Linked DNA regions of Mus musculus: regions 1, 2, 4, 5, 6 and 7 are each linked to region 3. A link is a contact called in public promoter capture Hi-C data. All regions are on one chromosome and are shown on one strand. Each heading gives the region's core, a stretch centred on a gene start, on an enhancer-like site or on the middle of the called end of the contact. The rest is flanking DNA. Distances are from core to core; before and after follow the strand shown.

Region 1 (3,159 bases), core at 462-2,961, 3.0 Mb after region 3:
TGACTGGGAGCACACCCACACATTTAACTGGGGAGTAAAGCCAGGGCGTTCTGCATAATAGGCAGGGGGCTCTGTGACTGAGCTATGCTCCCAGGCCCTCACTGGGGAGTTCTAGGCAGGGGCTCTACCACTGAGCCACACCACCAGCCCCTCAATGGGGGATTCTAGGCAGGGGCTCTACCACTGAGCCACGCCCCCAGCCTACTGGGAAATCGTAGTAGGTGAGTGCACTACTACTGAGTCCAAAGTTCTTAACTTTAAAAAAAAAAGTCTTCTTTATTTTGAAAGAACATCTTACTATGTTAGTCAGGCAGACAGGACTTGATTTTGAAATCCTCCTCAGCCTCGTAGATGACAGGCTCAGTAATCACTCTGGTCTGGTGGCTATCTCCATGTGGTAACATTTATCAGCCCTCCTCTCTGTGGGTGAGTGACAGTGCTTTGTCTGGGTTACCCACTCATGGCTGGTAGATGTTTGAGTGGATTCATTCTCCTTTGAGTTCTCATGAACAGCACTGTGAGTTTTTCCACAAACATGTGTTTTCATTTATGCTGTTTATGTAAGAACGGGTGGGACGTCTGCTCAGAAGCTAGCTCACCATTACCTTCACAGCCAACCTCCAGATGGCTTCCCGGTGGCTGACCAGCTTATAGTCCCACTGGTCATGAATGGGAACTCGTCTTGCTGACCTTTTTAATATTTCTGCCTTCTCCTATTGGAGGGCATATGGGTTGTGTGCTGTTGGGATCATTCTGGAATGTATTTTAGGGTCTACATCTTCCCCTTATTCCAAAATGTGAAATTAGGACTGGCAAGATCACTCATAGCTTAAGAGCACTGACTGCTCTTCCAGAGGTCCTGAGTTCAATTCCCAGCAACCACATGGTGGCTCACAATCATCTGTAATGGAATCCGATGTCCTTTTCTGGTGTGTCTGAAGACAGTGACAGTGTACCCACATACATTAAATAAATAAATCTTAAAACAAAAACAAAAAAAGAAAGGTGAAATTAACATCAAGAGTATCTACCTGCCTGGTCCATGTTTGGTTCTCACTGTACATTCTTGAACCTTCTTCATGAATGAGCATGGCAGTCTTCCACTATGCTCCCTGCTGCCTGTGGGATCCATTGGGGTCCTGCCCTCCACGTGATACATGAGGACTCATGGGGTGAGTGGTCCTGTGGAATCCCTGCTCCCTGGTTTTAACCCCTGGCGGGTGTTTTCCCACACTTTTCAGTTGACTTTGTTGTCTTGAGGTAAGCTTGCTCTGTGGTGGATGATAACCCCGAACTTCTGATCTACTCCACCTACTAAACCACTGGGATTTCCCCAGCCTGGTGTTTGCTGGTGGAAGCCGTAGGTCATCCTCCTGAGCTATTCTCAAGGGCCAGCGAGAGAGGACACCTGAGGAGCTGCCGTCCCAGCAGGTTCCTGTGGAAACGCACTGTCTTTGTGTGGACCTAGTTTCCTGTTGCTTGGGTCCTTTAACTGTTCTTCTGTTCCCTGGTGGCCCTGGCTGATTCTGCTCACCATCGGTGACTGTGGATGGAAGCCTGGCAGTTGTCTTCCCAGACAGACTGAGTGGCCACCCTGGGTGTGACCCATCCTGTGACCTTTCACCCCCTTTCCTTCAATACCTGGCAAGTCCCCTGGGCCTCCTGTCTGAGTGGCAGGGTGCAGTACCGACAGTCGCCTGTGGATGTCCCATGCCCTGATCCTGGTAATTTTGGGTCAGGTGCCCCTCATGTTCAGCTCCAGCTGTGACCACACTGGGCATAGCCCATCTTCATCTAGTTAGCGTTCACACAAAGTGCCCAGAGCAAGAATACTGGCCCGGAGTTCCTCCCAAGGGAGGTGGACAGGAACTCAGATAAATCATATTTATGGCATGTCAGCCACCCTTTTGGAGAAAAGCAGATTTGGAGAGGGAGCGGTGTATTAGTCAAGTTTCTCTAGAGTCACAGAACATATGGAATGTCTTTCTATATTGAGGGAATTTATTATGATGACTTACAGTCTGCGGTCCCAATTCCCCAACAATGGTCAGCCATGAATTGGAAGTCCAAGGATCTAGTAGTTGCTCAGTCCCACAAGGCTAGTTGTTTCAGCTGGTTTTCTCTAGAAGTCGATTCCAGCAGCTGGGCTGCCAAGTAAGTGCAAGCAGGCACGAAGAGAGAATCTTCCTTCTTCCAGTGTCCTGTGTAGGTCTCCAGCAGAAGGTGTGGCCCAGATTAAAGGTGTGTACCACCCCATCTGGATCTGGGACTTGCTTTGTCCCAGGCTGACCTTGAACTCACAGATCTCCTGGGATTAAAAGGATGTACTACCCTGCCTGGGCCTAAGCTTCTCATAGCCACTGTGCCTCAAGATCCCCATGCTAAGATCCAGATCAGAAACCTGTGTCTTCCAGCCTCAAGATCTGGATCACAGGTGAGCCATCCAATTCTGGATTGTGGTTCATTCCAGATATAGTTAAGTTGACAACCAGGAACAGCCATTACAAGGAGTATACACCAAGAACAAGGCTTGCTGGTCTAGGTGCAGTTGGTTTGAGATAGTGACTGGCGACAGCTGGGAAAGGGGAGGAAGGGAGGACTAAAGCACTGCAGGAAGTAGGAGCAGTCACGTGGATAGACTGAGATAGACTCGTGCCTGGATCGATCGGTGCATGGGAGGAAAACTGAAAAAGTTATATGGCTGGTGGGAGGGTGGAAGAGAAGGGACCAGGCAGACCATTTAGAACTGGTTCCTGTGTAAAGCCTGAGGTTTACACTGAATAAGGTTAGGAATCAAGGAAAGGTGCTGGCTGACAGCCATGAGCCAACCTGGGTTCTTCCTGTGTGTTGAACGAGAATGAGATGGCAGAGGGTGGGGCACAGCAGGGTTGTGCTGCTGTGGAAGGAAGGATTGCGGCTTCTGTCCTAGAGCTGTGGTGCAGGGGGCACCTAAGCCCTCAGAGAACAACTTCCTTCCCAGGGAAGCAGCCAGTCAGAGCCTATTGGCAAGAGTTCTTTCTCATTTGGTTCTGTAGACTGAGGGGGCTGTTGCTTTTGCTTTTTTTCTGTACTTGAGATGAAACTCAGGTCCCTGAATGTGCTGGACAAGCACTATGCCACTGAGCCACACTTCCAGCTCTCTCAATGGGGGATTCTAGG
Region 2 (2,963 bases), core at 228-2,727, 2.3 Mb after region 3:
TGTCCAGTCATATATGCTCTTGCCCATTTTACAGATGACAAAGCTAAGACCCATAGTTATCACAACCAGAAAGCAGAGCTAGTTCCTCCAAGTCTTTACCCTGAGCCCTGGATTCTTTACTGGCTTCCATGGTCTTTCCCGAGCCTCATTCTTCCCTCAACCTATCTGCCTTATTCAACCTAAGCAGAAAACCACAAACAGGATGTTACATGCCCCTTCCAAGAACTACTTCTGCTGAGCCAGGGAAACCCAGGAAGGGAAGGGGGTGGGCACAGGAGCAGAAGGGAAGAACAGCTGGAAGCAAGGCTGAGTTAAGCCCTCTGTGTCCTACCCCACTTCAACCAATACTTCTTTCTGTTTCCCTCAATGAGAATCGTTTCACTCCTGGGAACACATCTGAGCAGCCCCTAGTCCCTACATCCATCCCTCTGCTGTACCCTCAGGGAGCCTCCCGACCACCTCCCCACATTGTTCGTTGTAACCTCCATCCCCCTGACCCCAGCACCTTTGGCCCCGACTCCGGGAAGCTTCACCTGTCCTTCATTACAAGCACCCCTTCTCCCTGTCCAAGGCTGGCCTCCCTTTTTACAAAGGTCGCATCGAACCTCCAAGACCTCTACTCACCTCCTGTTCTGACATCCCCCTCCCAAGTCTTCTTCTCCAAGTCCCTATCCAAAGAACTCTTAGTTCCAAAAGGCCCGTCTTGGAGGTGGAGGTTCCCCTAAATCCAGTGCTCAGCCCTTCTCCCAAAGCTCCCCCTCCTCAAATGTGACGCCTCCAAGTCTACTCTGCACCCCGGACCTCTCCTCTGTGGAACATTCTGTTCAGTTGCTCCCCATTTTCTTCTAGAATCCACTTTCTACTGCTACAGCCCTCTCTCCTCTTGCAGCAGCCTAACTCTAATCCTACAGGGGCTAACTTCCGGCCTCCAGGGTCCTCTTCTTCCCCTGGAGAGCATCTACCCTGGCCATATCCAATTTGCCCCAACACTAGCTCTCCTTAAAACCAGCTCCTTCCTTCTCATAAGGAACCCTCTCTACCCTGTCTGTAGAGTCTCTGGTTCTTTTCCATCATCCCTTCCTCATCTCCAATATCTTCTCCCGCCTCTGTGGTTTCAAAATCACCCCCAAATGTCTCCCACCAAGGCAGTCCCTCCCCTGGACACTCCTTCCCCTCCAAATCCTTTGCTTGGAACCACAAGCACACCCCGCAGCGCAGCATCCAGCCCCTGATCCCCATTCCTGACCCCAATCCCGAGAACCCGCGCCCGGCCCGGATCATCCGCAGCAGGAGGAAGCTTGTCACCTCCAAACCGAAACCCCGGGGACCGTACGTGAACCACCCCCCTCTGCCTGTCCCCGGTACGACGCTCCCCCCGTTACCATGGCGACCCCTGTCTGGACCCCAGAGGCCCGGGTCCCGCTGTAACAGGGCGGCTCCGGCTCTGCTTGCAGTTGTGGGGCCCAGGGCTAGAACTGACTTCCGGCAGGAGAACCCGCCTTCCTTCTCGGGCACGGCCCTCTGGGAGTTGTAGTTTAAACGCACGCGTTGGCAAGGGTGGCCCCGGTCTAACGCCTTCCCAGCATGCTCTGCGACTGCCCTTTTTCCTATCAAGAGACCTAGTCGCCAAATGCGAGTACCAAATGCATTGTGGATGAAGGACTCTGAATAAGGACAATTTCCATAGGTTAAAAGTAGACTGAGTGAGCGTTGCATTTCGGGAAATGTGGTTCTAGTGCTCCTCGATCCCAAAGCTACCAGCAAGGACATGCTGGGAATAGTAGTTTTTTCTTTTCAACTTTGCTTTAAATTATAACATATAATGTGCTTTGATAATATTTCCCCATTATTATTAGCTTACTTCTTTCTCCTCCACCAAAACCCTTTCTTCCCCAAAGTGTTCCTTTTTTCATGTATGTTTTTCTTGCGGAGCGTGTGACCCACGGCATTGATCTGGGGTTGCGGATGTGAGCGTTACTTACTTGGGCATGGGCATCTTTTAACAGAATACACTACTGGGAATATGACCCTCGCACCCTCGGCGACTGGTTTTTAATTTTTTGCTTATTTTATGTATTTGAGTTCTCACCTGCATGTAGGTAAGTCTATAGTATGCCTGCAGTGTCCACAGAGGTGGAAGACAGCATAAGAACCTAGGAACTGGAGTTTGGGAGCCGAATCTGCTAGAGTAGCAAAAGCTCTTAAACACTGAGTCTTCTCTCCAGCATCTCAATCCGTGCCCACCTGTGGTGAAATGCTGATGGGCCTGGTCTCCTACAGGCCTTGAGCAGTAACTCCCAGCTGCTGTAAGGTTTGGCATCATCTCTGTCACGTTCAGAAGGCATGTTTCACTCTTCCCTCCAGTGATTTTTTTTTTCCTTTAAACTCGGGTTTTAAAAAAATATTTATTATATGTAAGTACACTGTAGCTGTACTCAGATACTCCAGAAGAGAGCATCAGATTTCGTTACCAATGGTTGTGAGTCACCATGTGGTTGCTGGGATTTGAACTCAGGACCTTTGGAAGAGCAGTTGGTGCTCTTAACCGCTGAGCCATCTCACCAGCCCCTAAGCTCAGGGTTTTATGTATCCCGGACTGGCCTAGGACTAGCCTTGTAGGGGAGGATCAGTTGGAGTCCTGATCCTGCAGCTTCTGCCACCAAAGGGGCTACAGTATAGGCATATGCCACCACACCAGTCTTAGGAAAAGTAGGTTATTTTATTTTATTTTACTTTTGAGACATGGTTTCTTATGTAGTCCTGGCTGTCTTGGAACTCACTCTGTAAACCAGGCTGGACTTGAACTCAGAGATCTGCTTACCTGGACTTAAGGTATGCACCACTGATGCCCAGCAGAAATAGTGTTAAACAAGTCATTACGCTGTGGACCTAAAAATGTAACTAACTGCCTTTCTATGCTTACGCAGTGCTCTATTTAGTTGAGCTTAGGGATGTAGGTTTTC
Region 3 (2,943 bases), core at 294-2,793:
CTCGGGCTCAGGGGATGCTTTGCGACGGCGTGGAGTGGGCGCCAGGTTTCGGGATGGGGCTCTTGGAGGTGGGCCACACAGAGCAGCAGGGGCCGGTTCTGGGTACTGCTGGGGCAGGGCCTCCGCAGGAGCAGGCTCTCGGAAGCTGCGGACCCCATCCGTAAGCAGCTCTCCTAACTGGCGCCATTCCCCTGAACCATGGCGCCGTTCATACTCGAGGTACTTGAAGCCCGATGAGGCCAGGGCCTTCCCTGGCTCTCGAAGAGCATCATGAAACATCTGGCGAGCCACTGCAAGGACCCCCGCGTAAACATTGCCAGAACCACAGGGGTATTCGGTGAAGAGCTTCAGCTCGAACTCATAGCCCGGAGGGCGGGCAGTGGCATCAAAGGCGAACACCCGTCCCACCAGCCCGTGGTCCTTCTTGAATCGAACATTGAAAGGGGCACAGGCGGACAGAGCCAGTAGCTGTTCCCTTACAGCCTTGGGACGCCCATGCCACTCCTCCGCCCGGCCCCGCATGGCCTCGTTCAGTTCTGCCAAGCAGTCCGCATTCCTCTGCTGCTTCTCCTTCTCGAAATCGGAGCCGAAAAGTGGACGAGCGGGGCTTAAGCCAGGTGCCAGCGTCAGAGCTCGGCCTCCAAGGCCAGACACTGCAGCTGCCAGCAGCCCGGGGGGCATCAAGCTGGGGATGGAGCCAAGCAAAGCCCTGCGTGCCCCTTCCGCCACGGCCTCCTCGCGGCCCAGCCCGTTGGCCAAGCGGGACCCCAGGGTGTACTCCAAAGCCGGCGAAGGCAGCGCCAGGCGGCTGGATGAAGTAGCCCTGTCATAGCGGTCCGGGCCTGAGACGCTACCGCCGGTCCCCGATGGCTGCGCCTGGGCCTGCGGGGGTGGCAACTGGGAGCCCTGGGAGCCCGTGGAGGCTAGGTCCTTGGAAGTCGGGTGCTTGAGAGCCGGGGGTCCGGGCGAGCGGCCCTCGGGGAGCACGTGGCTGCGCTTGAGCTGGCGGGCGGCGTCGATGAGCAGCTCGATGCGGTCCGCGCCCTCGAAATTCACGCACCCGCGGCACACAGCCTCGCTGAAGTCCCACACCATGGCCCACGGCATCTTGGGCAGGTCGCACAGGTAGCACCACTGGCGGCGGGACGCTTGCACGGACGCCATGGCGCCCCCCGGAACGCCGCCAGGTGCCCCTGCTGTGCACCCGCCGCCCACGTTCGCTCCGCCGTGCCCCGGGACGGGCGCGCGAGCCGCTCAATCCGGCCTCGGGCTCGGCCTCCCCGCCGGATTCAGGCCCGGCCCCCCTTCCCCGCCCCCTGGGCCCTCAGCCTTTTTTTTCCTCTCTCTCTCACTCCCGCCTCCGGTGGAAAAGGCAAGCCACGAGCACGCACGTCGGCGCCCCCGTCCGGTCCGCGCCGTGAGCCGCGATGCACAGCTCCAGCTCCTCGATGGGCCTCGGGCGCCGCCGCCCCAGGCTCCCGCCGCTCCGCTCGCGCCGCCGACGCCGCTGCAACGGCCGCCGTCGCCTCCACCTCCTTCTTCTGCCCCAGAGGCCGCTTCGCAGGGAAAGTTACATAACGCGCGGGCAAAGCCTTCTGGGAAATGTAGTCCCGTCGGGGCTGCTTCTTAAAGGGGACTGGGTAGAAAGCAGTGGCGGGAAAAGAGGGCGCGCGCTGGTCTGGGTGCTTAATTTTCACTGTGCCTCGCCAGGAAGCTGGGGTTCGCACACAGGGTCCATGGAGTGGGTAATGGTTTCATAAATGCTCGGGTGGCCAAGTTGCTGTGGATGCAATTTCCCCCCTTTCCCCGCCCCCTCTTTCTTTCTTTTTTTTTTTTTTAAACAATCTTTTTTTTTTTTTTTTAGATTTATTTATTTATTTATTTATTATATGTAAGTACACTGCAGCTGTCCTCAGACACTCCAGAAGAGGGAGTCAGATCTCGTTACGGATGGTTGTGAGCCACCATGTGGTTGCTGGGATTTGAACTCCTGACCTTCGGAAGAGCAGTCGGGTGCTCTTACCCACTGAGCCATCTCACCAGCCCCCCCTCTTTCTTTCTTAAGACTTAGATTTATTCTTTAGCTCAGGTTGGCCTAGAAGGCTAGCCTATGTAGTCTAGGCTGGCCTCAAACTTGCTGCAATCTCCCTGCTTCAGCCTCCTTGTGGGTTTACAGTCCCGACACCATACCCAGAAGCCGGAAAGCAGTTTCTGCTCTGATTTGCTGAGCAGTTCTAGAAGAGTCTTGCCCTCTCTTAGAATCCCGCCCCTTCAAGAAGGGCCAATAACCGGTTAGAAAGGCAGCAGCTTTGGGGGAATTGGGGCGGAGAGGCTCTGATTGGACGGTTTCAAGGGGATGGTTTCAGGCAACTCTTGGAGAGTAGTGTCTACTTGGCAGTTTGTCCTTCCCAGTGTCTTAGGTACTAGCCTCAAGGGCGGCCCAGAGGCTACAGGATGATAAGACTGTAGGCTTCCGAGCCAGGCGGCTGCCTTAGTTTCCTCATCTGCTAAAGAACGTTCTCTGAGCCTGCCAATTCTGCTCCAGCTGTGCACGTATTTGGTCTCTAAAGGGTTACAGAGTTGGCTTCTCGGTACACCTCCAATTTCACTACAATTCCCAAAATGCTCTGCGAGATGGACGCACTGACGTACTTCCTCTGCTTGGAAGCTTGGGGGGGGAAGGCCTTCCCGATTCTTGCCCCCCCCCCTTGCTAGCAGGGAATTTCGCCCTCTCCCTCCACCCCCACCCCCCAGGTTAGGGGGCTCTTATTACTCTTATATTTGGAATGAGGAAGCCAAGAGGAGATTGCTGGGAAGGGCAACCCCAAACCTCCAAGTGCTTAATGGCCTGGTGGGCCCAATCGGCTGTGGGCACCCCATGTTTTTAGCTTTTTTGGGGGGGTGGGGGGAGCTAGGAGAAGCGACATATGTCTCCAGGACCTA
Region 4 (3,037 bases), core at 296-2,795, 2.2 Mb after region 3:
TTCCTTAGAGACTTTTCTCACCTGTGCTCAGTGTCAGACAGGGAAAAGACACAGTCAGCACTGCCACCACTGCTGGGATCCGTAGCATCTCCCTCCCCTGCTTATTAAAAAAGAGAGGAAGGGATACCATTTCCCCTCTCAGAATGCCACAAGAATTAAATGATAGCATGTATAATACTTAATACAGTGTCAGGCACATAATATGCCCTGAATAAATAGCAGCTGCTGTCGTTATTGCTGAGTGAGGTAATGACATTGGCCCTGCCTACATAATGGGGTATTGAGAAGATCTGATGAGATGTATGCTGGGAAAGAGCCTGAGTTAGAGTTGGGCACAGCACGAGGAGCACTTACATAAGGACTTCTCTCTCAGGGATGGGAGCTACATACACAAAATTCAAATGCTCTTGGCATTCATCCCATGGACAAAAACTGAATCAGTCACTTATTTGGGGCTCCATTTCAATCTGACAGGAAAGAGCACATTGGAAACAGAAAGATGGGTTGCCAGAAACCAAGCGCTGACTGTTTTTGTTAATAACATCCCAGCCTAGGAACCATTTGACTCCTGGGGGCCCATCCCTGAAGGCCTTGAAGTGCTCACCTTTCTGATTCCCCACAAGCAGTACCTAGCTCAAGGTCACAGAGCCCAGCCCAACTTCTACTCCACGAGCCATCACCTGGCACATTCTTCTCCACAAACCATCAAGTCCCTTTAGAGGCCCTTACACAATCACTTCCCTCACGGAGTCCCTCCTCGTGCTGTCTTTTCCCCCTACTCATCACCCAAAGGCACCTCCATCCCTCTTCACCGTGTGCAGCATCTCAGACGCTCCTGTCTTCCCACTGAATATACCCAACAAACGCCCTAACAGTTCAGGGGTTTCTACCTAACATCCTCAAATCTTTCATAACGGAACTCTAATTCCTTAAAGCACCCAAAATGTCGCTTCCCACTCTCAAGCTCTCCTGGGGGAGCCCAAAACATGTCCTCTACCCTCTCCGTGGTTCCACCCAAACGATCCCAATGTGTCCCTACATTGTAGCCACACGTGCCCAAAGTGTCCTTCTTGGACAGGAGGCCACACACTTCATCCTGGGACCCCTTCCTATCAAGCTTCCTCCCACCTTTCAATTGCTCCGGGCCAGCCACTCCCCCAAGGTACCCCATGCCAGCTTCCAGTCTTCCTCTCTTCACTCCCTGCACCCAGTGGATGTTAAGAGTGTGTCACCCCACTAGACATCTAGTCCATTCCACCCTGACAGCCAGCATCTGGTTAGGATCCGGAGGCGAGGCGTGGCATATTTATTCGCGCAGACCCCATCCACTTTCTCAGCACTCTGTCCCCCGGGAACCCCGAGTCGCATCGCCCAGACAGGCTCTCTGGGCTTGGGCTCGTCACTCCCACTCGCGGCTCCCGGCAGACTCGGCCCTGCTCAGATCCTCTGACCGGTCCCGGCCCGCGTCCGCCCCGAGGCCCCGAGGACCCCGCCGCCGGCCCGTCGCCGGCCCTGCCCGCCCCCTCCCGGCCGTCCCGGCGGCCATTGCTCCAAGATGGCGGCGGCGGCGGCGGCGGGTGAGGCGAGGCCGGGCCGGGCAGGACTGGGGCGGGGAGCGCGGGAGGGCAGCGGTGGCGCTCACCTGCAGCTCGGCGCGCTCGGCCTCCCAGCGGGCCTTCTCGGCTTCGAAGCGTGCCCACTCGTGTTGGATAAAGTGCAGGATCCCCGGCAGGCTGAGGGGCTCCGGGCCCGCCGTAGGGCCCGGGCTGCCTCCGCCGCCACCTCCTTTTCCTACCGGGCCGGGCCCAGGAGCAGGGCTGGAGGCCGGGGCCGCCGCCGTCGGGTTGGGAGCCGTGCCCGAGCCCAGAGGGCGGCAGGAGGAGGCGGCCGATGCGACCGCGGCGGCCGCTCGCTCCTCCATCATGGAGGCCCCGGGGCCGGCCCGCGCGCCCGCTGTACCTCGCGCGCCTGCGCGGACGCGCAGCTTCACACTTCTACACCCCCGCCTCGTGTGCGCGCGCGCGCGCGCTGGGCGGGCGAGGGGAGCGGGGACAAGCACGGGGCTGGGCGCGAGCCTCGCCCACCCACCCGGGTCGACCCCGGTGGTGCGCGCGGGCGGGGGTGCTGACAGGGAGGGGGAGGGACTGCCTCTACGTAGGCAAAGGACCCAGGGTCCCTCGCAATTGTCTCCTTTGCGGTCGAGAGACCAGACCGGACTTTTTTTTCTGCATTCTCCCCAATGTCAGAGTCCTATCCCCTCCAAATGCAAATACACCCCCATCTCTTTCACTTAGTGAAGAAAAAAAAAACAAAAAACAAAAAAGACGACCTGGGGTGGGGAGTGGGCTCTGACCAGAGGAAGTCGGTTGTCATAATAACCCTATCCAATCTGGAGGCCCCTTCCCAGTTTGCATATGTGGAGTCCCAAACCTCTACTATCATTGCACTAGGAGGAGGTTGCTAAGGTAACCCAAGTCCCTGGTGGTTCTTCTGACCCTATCCTCATCAGTTACTATAGCAACCTCCCCTCACCTAGAGCTCAGGTAGAAAAAAGGCCCAGCCCCAAAGACATTCCTCTAAGAGGAATGCCTCTGTCCCACTCCTCCCCCAGCCAACCCAGTTGCCATTACCATGGTAACCATCTCCCCTTCCCTTATGGAAAGTCCATGGATAAACCAACCAGGTGTTTTTATTTAGAAGACAAGTGCTGCTGTGGGACAGTTGCTATGGTTACAGGGCCTGGACCATTTCCAGGGAGATGAGAAACAGTTAAATCCATGCCCTGGTTACTATAACAGGGCAATCTCCCACAGTCTGATGATCCTAGCAATCAGGTCCTGTAAGATAGGGGATGTTTAGGATTAGCTCCAAAGGATGCATGAGTCTAGAGAAGAGGTTGTCATGGTAACAGTTGCTGTCACTTCTGCCCTTCTGGACACCATCATGGAAGAGGGATAGTTATAGCTTACAATTGATGACTCCTACCCACCACATCACTCCTGAGACGACTGAAGTGGTAACCAGGCTTATGGACTTC
Region 5 (3,185 bases), core at 96-2,595, 2.1 Mb after region 3:
GCTCCATTGCCTAGTGTGACAGAGAACCACGTGCTTTTCTTTCCAGGAGCGCCTTTGTGTGGTCACATTTACTCCTGGTCAATTTCCTGATACACAGTGGCCCACATTCTCCCTCCCCATACTGTGTCACATGTTATTACTATCATAGCGGCACAGTGTCTTTTGGTATCATACATTGTTGACATTTGATAACATGGTCTTTTACACACACACACACACACACACACACCATTGTGGGCACAGCCTTTGCTGGGCCTTGAAGTCTATACTACAAACACTTGTCACACTCACTCACTCACTGTTTCTCTCTTCTACATTCAACATTCCCTGTCTCGCAGACCCTGTAAACTCACCTCTGCCACCCAGAACAATCACACACCTTTGCACAGGCAGTCACAAACACAAGCCAACCTCTCAGCGTCACACGTGGTCACCCAGTTTCTCAGGACTCACCAGTGTGGCAGACATACTGTCTCACATCCACACAGTTGGCCACACTAGGTCCCTCTCCCGAGCCTCCCTCTTGCATTCGATCATTTGATCACTTGGGCATTCCAGCTCCCCTGACTCTCTACGCTCTGTAACACGCGTGGTCACCCTTACATGTGGTCAGACTTACGAACAGTCTCCAGGCAGGTCCTCTCTCAGGTCCAATGCCATACACAGTGGCCCACAGTCTCGCTGATAAAGTGTAACAAGTATAACATGGTCAGCCACACATCACACCTACTCTAACAGTCCCACTGAACCCCTTCTTGTCATTCCTAATCTCACCTTGTCACACAGTCACACATCATCTGCTGGCGTCCCACACCACCTCTGAGGCGTGCCCTTACACTGGCGTGGGTCGCACCACCTCTGGACGTCGCATCCAGACCACAGCATCGCTTGCTTGCCTCGCCGCCATCAAGGACTCCCTATTGGCCACACGGTGGCGCCCGCGAACCAAAGTCGCTGCAGGAGCTCAAGCAGAAGAAGAGGCGAAGACTAGGCGTCCCCGTCCGCCCAGCAGAAGATAGAAACGGGAGATCTGGGGGACCCAAGAAGGATAAGAGAGGGAGATGGCTCCCTAGGAAGGTGAAAGTAGTGAGGGATCAGAGTGAGAGGACGGAAAATGGGACAGAGAACTTCAGAGGGCGGTGAGAACTGCAAAGAGAAACAGAACTAAGTTCACAGAGAGACAGACGAAGGATAGATGATGGATGCACAGGGAGAGGCCACAGGAGACAGATACACAGACTGAGCCTTGGAGACAGACACTCAGAGACCGAGTCAAGCCTGCCAAGAGACAAGAGAGACAGAGGGAGCCTTCCCCGCTGGACCACACGGCGGAGGCCGTGCCTATAGGGAGAGAGCATGCTGTGGGTGTGATCAAGGGAGGGGCTTTGTGGGGTGTGTTGAATGGGGCGTGGCCTGGAGGGATGTGAGGGCGGGGTTTAACGTTCCTTTTCATTCTGGCTCTCTGGGATGCTGGAACCCTGGGCAGGGGTGGAGTAAGGAGAAGCGTTTCTTTTGCAGACAGCTCAACCCTATTTTCACAGCCTGCCCTGGGAAGCCAAACTGGTGGGGAAAGATACCAGCCTCTGATAGTTCCCACCTGGCAGTACCGGAGATAGACTCCAAAATCTCGTATGTGCTAAGCAACCACTGAGCTGTATCCCATGGCCCTTTTTAACTTTTTCATTTTGAGACAGTCTCCTATAGTTGCGCTAGACTGGCCTTGAACTTTCTCTGTGGCCAAGGCAGGCTTTGAACTTGCGACCTTCCTGCATTGGCCATTCCAAGGGAGCTGGGATGACAAGTCAGAGCCACCCTGATAGCTTTTTGGAGTTGGGAGTATGGAACCCTGGCTCCCTGCCCCCCCTCCCTCGTGGGTTCACAGGGCCAGGTTGGAAGGAGAACACGGCCCACATCTGGAAAGTATCAGGCGCGCCGGACGTGCCAGGGCCCGGGGCCGGGACTGCGGAAGGGGGAGGGGAGCCAAAGATTGGTGTCTGCCGGCGCCTAGGAGGGGCCTGGGCGCGCGCCGAGCCCGGCGCCTCCCGCAGCTGGTTTTCATCCCCAGATCTGGCCTCGGCCGCCACTGGGGAAGAAACCCAGCTTACTTAAAGCTGGAAAGGCAGGGTGACAGCCCCGTCTCCGGACCAAAGGCTAGAGGAAGGAGGATGGAGGACAAACAGACACGGTCTGGATAACCTCCAGCTCCCTCCTAATCTGCAGATTTACATTTTACGTATTTATTTTTTGTGTGTATGGGGAGGTGTGTGCCAGTGCCACAGCCTTGGTGTGGAACTGAGACCACCTTGGGAGCCTCGGTTTTCTCCTTCCATCATGCGGGTGCCAGGGTGGAACTCGGGCCCACAGGCTTGGTGCCAAAGGCCATCTTCCAGCTGAACCATCTCGAAGTCCTTAATCATTAAGCATCTTAAAGTAAGTCCAGAATCCAGTTTCTTCCCACAAACTCAATTCAGCTTCGCTATTTTCTTGGCTTCCTCAGCTGGCTTCTGCCTTCTGCCTCTGACCCTGTCAACATGTTCCTTGTAGAGAAGTTTTGAGGTGTTTGTCTAGAATCAAGTCCCAGGGTACCTGTAATCCAGGCACTGGGGATGATGAGCCTGGAGGACCAGAACTTCTGGAATAGCCTGGACTACACAGTAAGTTTCCATCTCAACTGGTGCTAGAAAGTGGACCAGCCTAAAAGGGGGGGTGGGGGAGGGGACTGGGGGTTGTATTTTAGCTGGTAAAGGGATTCCATTGTGCAGGAAACCACAGGTAAAACAGATACCAGTAATTCAAGGATTCAGCATGTGGCCAGCCTTGGCTACATAGCAAAATTTTTTTTCATTTTTTTCAAAGATGTGTTTTATGTGTACGAGTGTCTTGCTTCTATGTATGTATTATGTATGTGCACCATACAGGTACCTATGACTAGTTATGGACCACCATGTGGGTGCTGGGAACTGAACCCACGCCTTCTGCAAGAACAAAGTATTCTTAACCACTGAGCCATTTATCCTGCCCCCAAAACTTTTTATTATTTTTTTTAAAAAATAGTTATTTTATGAGTGTTTTGCTTGCATTGCATGTATGTCTGTGTACCACTTGTGTGTCCGGTGCCTGAAGAGGTCAGAAGAGGGTGTTGGGTCCCCTGAAAGTGGAGCTGCAAATGGTTGTGAGTCACCATG
Region 6 (3,286 bases), core at 108-2,607, 2.6 Mb after region 3:
GCTTTGAACTCTGTTTTTTTTTTTTTAAAGATTTATTTATTATTATATCTTAGTACATTGTAGCTATCTTCAGACACACTAGAGGAGGGCATGTGGTTGCTGGGATTTGAACTCAGAACCTTTGGAAGAGAAGTCAGTGTTCTTAACTGCTGAGCCATCTCGCCAGCCCCAGCTTTGAACTCTCTCTCTTTTTTTAAAGATTTATTTATTAATTTTATTTATGTGAGTGCACTGTAGCTGTCTTCAAACACACACCAGAAGAGGGCATCAGATCCCATTAGAGATGGTTGTGAGCCACCAGGTGGTTGCTGAAAATTGAACTCAGGACCTCTGGAAGAGTAGTCAGTGCTCTTAACCACTGAGCCATCTCTCCAGCCCCAGCTTTGAACTCTTTTTTGTTTGTTTGTTTGTTTGTTTGTTTTTGTTTTTTGAGACAGGGTTTCTCTATATAGCCCTGGCTGTCCTGGAACTCACTCTGTAGACCAGGCTGGCCTCCAACTCAGAGATCTTCCTGCCTCTGCCTCCAGAGTGCTGGGATTAAAGCTCTGGGCAGCCATCATCACCCAGCATCAGCCTTGGTTTTTGACCCAGGATATCTTCATTGGGATATGGGTTTGTTGGTTAGATAAGTGTGGGTCTGAGCAAGGCCCAGAAAACCTTCTCCCAAGTGCTGGGATTACAAATCTGCACTACAAATTTGTTTGTTTGTTTGTTTTGTTTTTGTTTTAAATAGGAATATAGATATTAAACTCAGGCAAGCACTTTACTGAGCCATCTTTTCAGTCCTTGACGGTTTTGAGACAGGATCTCATTCGTAGTAATTCTCCTACTTCAGCCTTGTGAAGGCATGAATGCTGGGATTACAGGCACGAGCTCATAAATTTAGGTTTGCTTCTGTTAACAGGATCTCATGTAACCCAGGCTGGCCTTTAACTTTTGATTCCTTTCACTTATTTTTGTCCAAAAGCTGTGATTACAGGCATAGCCCACCATGATCAATTTGAGTCTTGCATCTTACATAAGGATTTGAGAATGTGTCAGGAGAGGAGAGGGCAGAGAGGAGTCCTTCCTCTTTTTCTGTCCAGGAGGAAAGTCTAGCTTTCTTTTGTTTTATTTTTTTCGCCTCAATAGGTAGTGAGCTCCATGTGTTGTTATTTTAAAGTAGTATCTTTATTTCACCACACCATCGATGCTGGAATCCCGGTGACAACTCGATCCAGATCCGCTTCATAAATGACCGCGTGGACATCCTCGAGGAATCAAAACACCCGCCACTTTTCTTTTTTTTTCTTTTTCCTCTCCGGGATTGATTGGCGTCTCCATCACGTGATGGGGCAGCGAGCGGGCCTTGGAGTCTTCGGTATCCACGTGGTCTCCCGCAAAGCACGGAGGTGGCACTGCGCAGGCGCGGCTCTCTGCGCAGGCGCAAGCGCGTCCCCGGTGCACGGACTCGCTGCTGGCGGTTAGCGAGAGCGGGAGCGGGTGAGCTGAAAGCCGGCGCCATGGTAGAGAAGGAGGAGGCTGGCGGCGGCGGCGGCGGTGGCATCAGCGAGGAGGAGGCAGCGCAGTATGACCGACAGATCCGCCTGTGGGGACTGGAGGCCCAGAAGCGGTGAGGGGCGCCGCGGGCATCCTGCGGGCCGGCGTGTGGGCCCTGAGGGAGTGGGTGCGGCCCTGTTGTGGAGCGGAGGCGGGATTGCTGCACTTGGGTTTCCTAGTGCTTCAGAACTGACGAATGGACGGTGTTTCTGCAAAGTACCGGAGGTGGAGATGTCCCCTGTGTAGTATTGAGAGTGTCCTTGGAGGAGGCGGGGGAGAGGGAGGATTTGAACTTGAGGCTCCCTCGGTGTCAGTACCTGGTGATGGTGGGATTTAGGTGAGGCTTGTAGGGTCTAAGTGGGGTGAGCATTAGTGCAAAATAGGGGGGTGGCGGGCTGAGCTCATTAATTTCTATGCATGGGAACCTGTGTTGGACGCCCTGGGGACTTGACAAACCCCACAGGCTCCTCTAGAGGAGTGCTTGAGGGCAAGTCCTGACAAAGGGACCCCTGGAGAGGCGCAGAGTGGCCCAATTTATTCAGCACACAGCTACAGACGTTGGGTTGTTTGTTTGTTTGTTTGTTTTTCTTTCCCCTTCCCCCAGACCAGGTTTCTCTCTGTGGCCCTGGCTGTCCTGGGCCTCGCTCTGTAGACGATCTCAAACTCAGAGATCTGCCTGCTTCTGCATCCCGAATGAGTACAGGGATTAAAAAGGCACGTGCCATCACGCCTGGCTTCCTTAACATATTCAAGTTATAAATTATATTTTGTGGGGATATGGTTGTTCATATTTTTAATTCTAGTACTCCTGAGGCAGAGGCAGGAGTATGTCTGTGAGTTCGAGGTTAGTCTGAGCTATGTAGTTCCAACACAGCCAGGGCTACCACAGTGAGATCCTGACTCAAATCAAAACAAACTCCAAAGGTAATTGTTTTTATAGCTTAGGCTGGCTTTGAACTTGCAGAGATCTTACTTGTCTTAAGTGCTGAGATAAATACATGCATCATCACACATTGGCTCCCTAGGCATTTTTGGGGGGAGCATTTTTTGGGGGAGAGGTTTTAGAATTTTATGTTTTGACTTCTCTGTACGTTTTCCATGGTGTTGATGTGGATGCCAAAGGACAACTTTGTGAAGTCAGTTCCTTTATGTAGATTTTTGAGGTCTAAACTCAGGTTGCCAGGTGTCCCCCAGGCATTTGAGACAAGCACTTTACTTGGTGAGGCATCTTACTTGGGCTCCTTGAGCATTTTTTATTGAACTAAATAGGCTCCTTCCCAACTTGAAGCTTATGTTTTGATGGGGACTAAGAGCAATATTCATAAATAATAAAGTTCCATAGTGATAAGGCTCTAGGGTAGTGTCGTACATACACCTGACATTGCAGCACTTAGGAGGCTGAGGATGGAGGAGTGGGCTCAAAGTTAATCTTCAGTACAGAGTAGTTCAATGCCATCGTGAGTTGTACAGGGACACCTAACCTCAAAAACCAAAACACGGGCTGGTGAGATGGCTCAGTGAGTAAGAGCACCTGACTGCTCTTCTGAAGCTCCGGAGTTCAAATCCCAGCAACCACATGGTGGCTCACAACCATCCATAACGAAATCTGACACCCTCTTCTGGAGTGTCTGAAGATAGCGACAGTATACTTACATATAATAAGTAAATAAATACAATCTTAAAAAACAAAAACACTGTCAGGCATGGTGATACAAGCTTTGATCCTATCAGAGGCAGGCTAGGTCTA
Region 7 (3,028 bases), core at 464-2,963, 2.9 Mb after region 3:
CTGTACAGAATCTCAGGAGCTGCTGGGTTTGATAGAACCCCCCCCCAACTTTTTTTTTTTTTTTGGAGACAGCTCTCATATAACCCAGGCTAGCCTTAAACTCATGCAGCCAAAGATGACCTTGAGCCAAATTCTTATCCTCCTGCTTCTGTCTCCTGAGCGTTGACATTAGAGGTATGCACCACTGGTATGTGTGCTCTGGATGGGACCCAGAGCTCTGTGTGCCAGGCAAGTATTCTACTGCCTGAATGTATCCTCAGCATTCAATTGCATCTTTTAAATCTGGGAATCTCAGGGCTTCTCGGGCTACAGAACAATTCCAGGCCTGGGAAGTAGAGATCTAGAATTTTGGAAGTTGAGTTCCCAGTGCTCAATTAACCCACTGGAATGATCTACCTGAGGGGCGACAATGTAACCATCTTGGCTGCATTCACTCTGAAAAGCACCACGAGAACCAGACTGGTGATGGCAGGTGTGTGGATTCCAGTCTGCTAAAGCTCAGTGAAACCCCACTTCCCGGCTATACTTCCCATCACCTTTTGGGCCCCTAACACTACCTGTTTCCAATCCTTAGTAGAGGAAAAGCCTTTTGTTTTCCAGATAGGGCAAAAGCCTCTGAGTGCAAGGAAAGGGTAGGAGAGCATGGGTGCCCAGGGTCACTCACTCTGCGTGGCACAGCTGGAAAGGTGTGAACTGGAGTTCCAAATTCAGGCAGCTCTCTGCAGAAGGACACAAGTTAAGCCCAGCAGCCCCTGGCAGCCCCAGCTACGCTCTCCCCTAAGCCCCACTCACCTGCAATAGAGTCCAGGTTGTACTCTGAGCCAGGCTCATAGTCACAGTAAATGTTAAGAAACGGACTGCCCTTGTCTCCTGAGTCCTGGGGGTGGAAACTTCTCTCAGGGGAGGTAGGGGAGGTGACAGGCATTTGGAGTAGATTCAGAGCACTTGAGAGAGACTTGGTGGGATCCACAGTGACTAAGGAGGAGGGCGTGGACAGGTGGAGGGTGCTGTGGTACCTTTATAAAAGTGATGCCCACAACCAGGCCCCGTTTTGGGGGTGACTTGTTGAAAGTGTCGATGGAGACGATCTCAGCATCCACTATGAGGGGAGTTCAAAGTTCACTGATTAGGCAGGTCTCCACTCTTGCAGCCTAACCACACTAACTTCATACCACAGCAGATGCAGGCGTCTGACCGCTATCATCATGACCTCTGAACACCGACTACTATGCTGTTGATAACTTATGTTTGCGGAATCCTGAACCCTAACTACTTTCAGGCCATGATGACCACTGTCTCGAACCCTAATGATTATCAGTTTTGACCCTGACCTCGCAACACAGTGACAATCTTAGAATCCTCAACACCAGACTCTAGTCCCGCCCCAGGCACCACAGCGCCACGCACCGGGAATGTAGTTGAATTGCAGCTCTTTAGCCACAGGCCGGATTTTCTGTCGGAGGTCTTGATAGCGGAAGCCGAGCACCTTGCCTTTAAGAGTGGCGGCCAGCAACTCCCCTCGCCCGTCCGCGCCTCCAGCAAGCCCGTACACGTTGCTTTGCGACGAGAAGCGCGTGAAGCTGTCCTCCAGCAGTGGACAAGGTCCCTCTGCCACGGCCGCCTCCCCCATCCTGGCCCTCCGCGATCGGTCCCAGATGGCCTGATGCTCCCCAACCTGTCAGGAAACCTCCACTAGCGCATACTGATGACGTCAAGAAGCTGCGGTTACTGCCCTCTACAAATATGGCGCTTGGTTCCTTGACTGGGCGGCCCAGACAAAATTGCCCTTCTGCAACTGAGTGTTCTGTCCTTGCCCATTTCGGAGCTATGGAGAGGGCCTTCCAGGATTTGAGATGGGGGAATGGAGGCGTCTCTGGGCCTCTCTGAAAGCAGTGTGTAAAGGAGAATAAGTATCACCCTGAACTGTGGGTGGGCACACACTCCTGTGAGTACAGCACTTGGGAAGTGGAGGCAGTCGCAGCAGTTTCAACCCTTCTACAAAGTTAGAGGCTAAGCTTAAGTAATAAGTAGTTTTCAGGCCCGTCGGTCTGCAGGAGACACTCCCAGCCCCCAACTTCTGTCTCTCTCTACACACACATGCACTCCTATAAATACACTCATTCTCCAACAAAAACTATCTGAACAACAAAACAATTATAAAACCTAATTACTACCCTTTTGGATAAGCACATTCGATCTGCCAATTTATTTAAACTCATAAGCAAGCTGAAGTGGAGGCACATATCTAAACTTTTTACTTTTAGAGACAGGATCTTACTCCATAGCCTTGGCTGAACCAATAATTTACAAATCAGGCTGGCAACAAACTTGTGACAATCCTCTTACCTCTGTATGCCACGTGCCAAGAACACAGGCGTGCCCTTCTAAAGTAGGTATTCTTAATATTTTTAAAACACTTATGTGTATGTTTCTGTATGGGCACATGTACCATGGCATGTGATCAGAGAACAACTCTGGGAGTCAGTTCCCTTCACCTTCTGGGTCTCAGCAATTGAACTGCTTAGGCATGGTAGCAAGCACCAGTATCTGCTGAGCCATCTTGCTGGCCCTAAGGTACTCTTGAATCTATTATATAGGCCAACTGAGTTAAGTAAATTCTTTAAGCAATATTATCTTTAAAACAGTAAAGTGTATTCTTGTACCAGGGAAAAGATCAGTTAACCTGTCCATCCTGATGGCAGAAGAGACTACCTGCTTTAGTGAACATTCATAGTGACAGTCTGCAGGACCCATGGCTACCTTGTCCACTCACACTGCTCCTGGTGCCATCACACCCTTTAGAGAGTCCCTCACAAACTTCTCACCAGAACTATGCAAAGAGCTTTACAAAGTTTGAGCCCGACGCTGAGGGAGAGCAGGATCTGGACTGAGGTTTCTGTGATGGAGGGCTTACCAGCCAGGTGCTATGAGGCCTTTCAGGGGGTCTGGATCTGCCACTTCAATCAACTCCAGCACCTGGGATGCATAGCCTCAGACACAAAGCAGGCTCCGTAGATATGCCAAAACC

Evidence for each region. Promoter capture Hi-C pulls out the DNA fragments that hold promoters and counts their contacts.
Region 1: a promoter capture Hi-C map of liver shows a contact between it and region 3, with 4 times the contacts expected there. The contact joins the enhancer-like site here to the promoter of Irf2bp1 in region 3. A contact is called at or near these places in 4 of 39 promoter capture datasets (embryonic stem cells, hippocampal neurons and liver).
Region 2: a promoter capture Hi-C map of liver shows a contact between it and region 3, with 5 times the contacts expected there. The contact joins the promoter of Ap2s1 here to the promoter of Irf2bp1 in region 3. A contact is called at or near these places in 5 of 39 promoter capture datasets (hippocampal neurons, liver, neutrophils and 1 more), 3 of 115 datasets of contacts at active chromatin or transcription factors (astrocytes, embryonic stem cells and kidney) and 1 of 9 other capture datasets (liver).
Region 4: a contact with region 3 is called in a promoter capture Hi-C map of liver, with 4 times the contacts expected there. The contact joins the promoter of Fkrp here to the promoter of Irf2bp1 in region 3. A contact is called at or near these places in 9 of 39 promoter capture datasets (the HPC-7 cell line, embryonic stem cells, hippocampal neurons and 4 more) and 5 of 115 datasets of contacts at active chromatin or transcription factors (embryonic stem cells, epiblast stem cells and stem cell-derived neural progenitor cells).
Region 5: a contact with region 3 is called in a promoter capture Hi-C map of hippocampal neurons, with 6 times the contacts expected there. The contact joins the promoter of Gng8 here to the promoter of Irf2bp1 in region 3. A contact is called at or near these places in 11 of 39 promoter capture datasets (the 3T3-L1 cell line, the C10 cell line, the HPC-7 cell line and 6 more), 7 of 115 datasets of contacts at active chromatin or transcription factors (astrocytes, embryonic hindbrain, embryonic stem cells and 3 more) and 2 of 9 other capture datasets (embryonic stem cells and liver).
Region 6: a contact with region 3 is called in a promoter capture Hi-C map of pre-B cells, with 2.4 times the contacts expected there. The contact joins the promoter of Sae1 here to the promoter of Irf2bp1 in region 3. A contact is called at or near these places in 2 of 39 promoter capture datasets (embryonic stem cells and pre-B cells) and 2 of 115 datasets of contacts at active chromatin or transcription factors (astrocytes and stem cell-derived neural progenitor cells).
Region 7: a promoter capture Hi-C map of pre-B cells shows a contact between it and region 3, with 3 times the contacts expected there. The contact joins the promoter of Kptn here to the promoter of Irf2bp1 in region 3. A contact is called at or near these places in 3 of 39 promoter capture datasets (embryonic stem cells, liver and pre-B cells) and 2 of 115 datasets of contacts at active chromatin or transcription factors (astrocytes and embryonic stem cells).

Annotation. Positions count from the first base shown.
Region 1 is chr7:16,011,368-16,014,526 of GRCm38.p6, reverse strand. It overlaps a transcript of Bicra not described here. Among named protein-coding and RNA genes, the nearest start is that of Bicra, 13 kb to the right of the region's middle. Within about 2 kb of position 1,711, at least 65 of the 459 cell types and tissues checked have an H3K27ac peak or open chromatin away from gene starts, as enhancers often do. A contact at or near this core is called in liver, where this site is marked.
Region 2 is chr7:16,736,958-16,739,920 of GRCm38.p6, reverse strand. Ap2s1 (adaptor-related protein complex 2, sigma 1 subunit) reads right to left here and starts at 1,477. Exons shown (of 5, transcript NM_198613.2): 1 at 1,383-1,477. The coding sequence starts at 1,385.
Region 3 is chr7:19,002,658-19,005,600 of GRCm38.p6, reverse strand. Irf2bp1 (interferon regulatory factor 2 binding protein 1) reads right to left here and starts at 1,543. Exons shown (of 1, transcript NM_178757.4): 1 at 1-1,543. The coding sequence starts at 1,164.
Region 4 is chr7:16,815,240-16,818,276 of GRCm38.p6, reverse strand. Fkrp (fukutin related protein) reads left to right here and starts at 1,545. Exons shown (of 3, transcript NM_173430.2): 1 at 1,545-1,577. Strn4 (striatin, calmodulin binding protein 4) reads right to left here and starts at 2,388. Exons shown (of 18, transcript NM_133789.3): 1 at 1,643-2,388. The coding sequence starts at 1,924.
Region 5 is chr7:16,889,946-16,893,130 of GRCm38.p6, reverse strand. Gng8 (guanine nucleotide binding protein (G protein), gamma 8) reads right to left here and starts at 1,345. Exons shown (of 4, transcript NM_010320.3): 1 at 775-1,345; 2 at 620-681.
Region 6 is chr7:16,385,967-16,389,252 of GRCm38.p6, reverse strand. Sae1 (SUMO1 activating enzyme subunit 1) reads left to right here and starts at 1,357. Exons shown (of 9, transcript NM_019748.3): 1 at 1,357-1,612. The coding sequence starts at 1,503.
Region 7 is chr7:16,118,561-16,121,588 of GRCm38.p6, reverse strand. It overlaps Kptn (kaptin), which reads right to left and starts at 1,713. Exons shown (of 12, transcript NM_133727.2): 1 at 1,408-1,713; 2 at 1,017-1,099; 3 at 793-877; 4 at 665-719. The coding sequence starts at 1,630.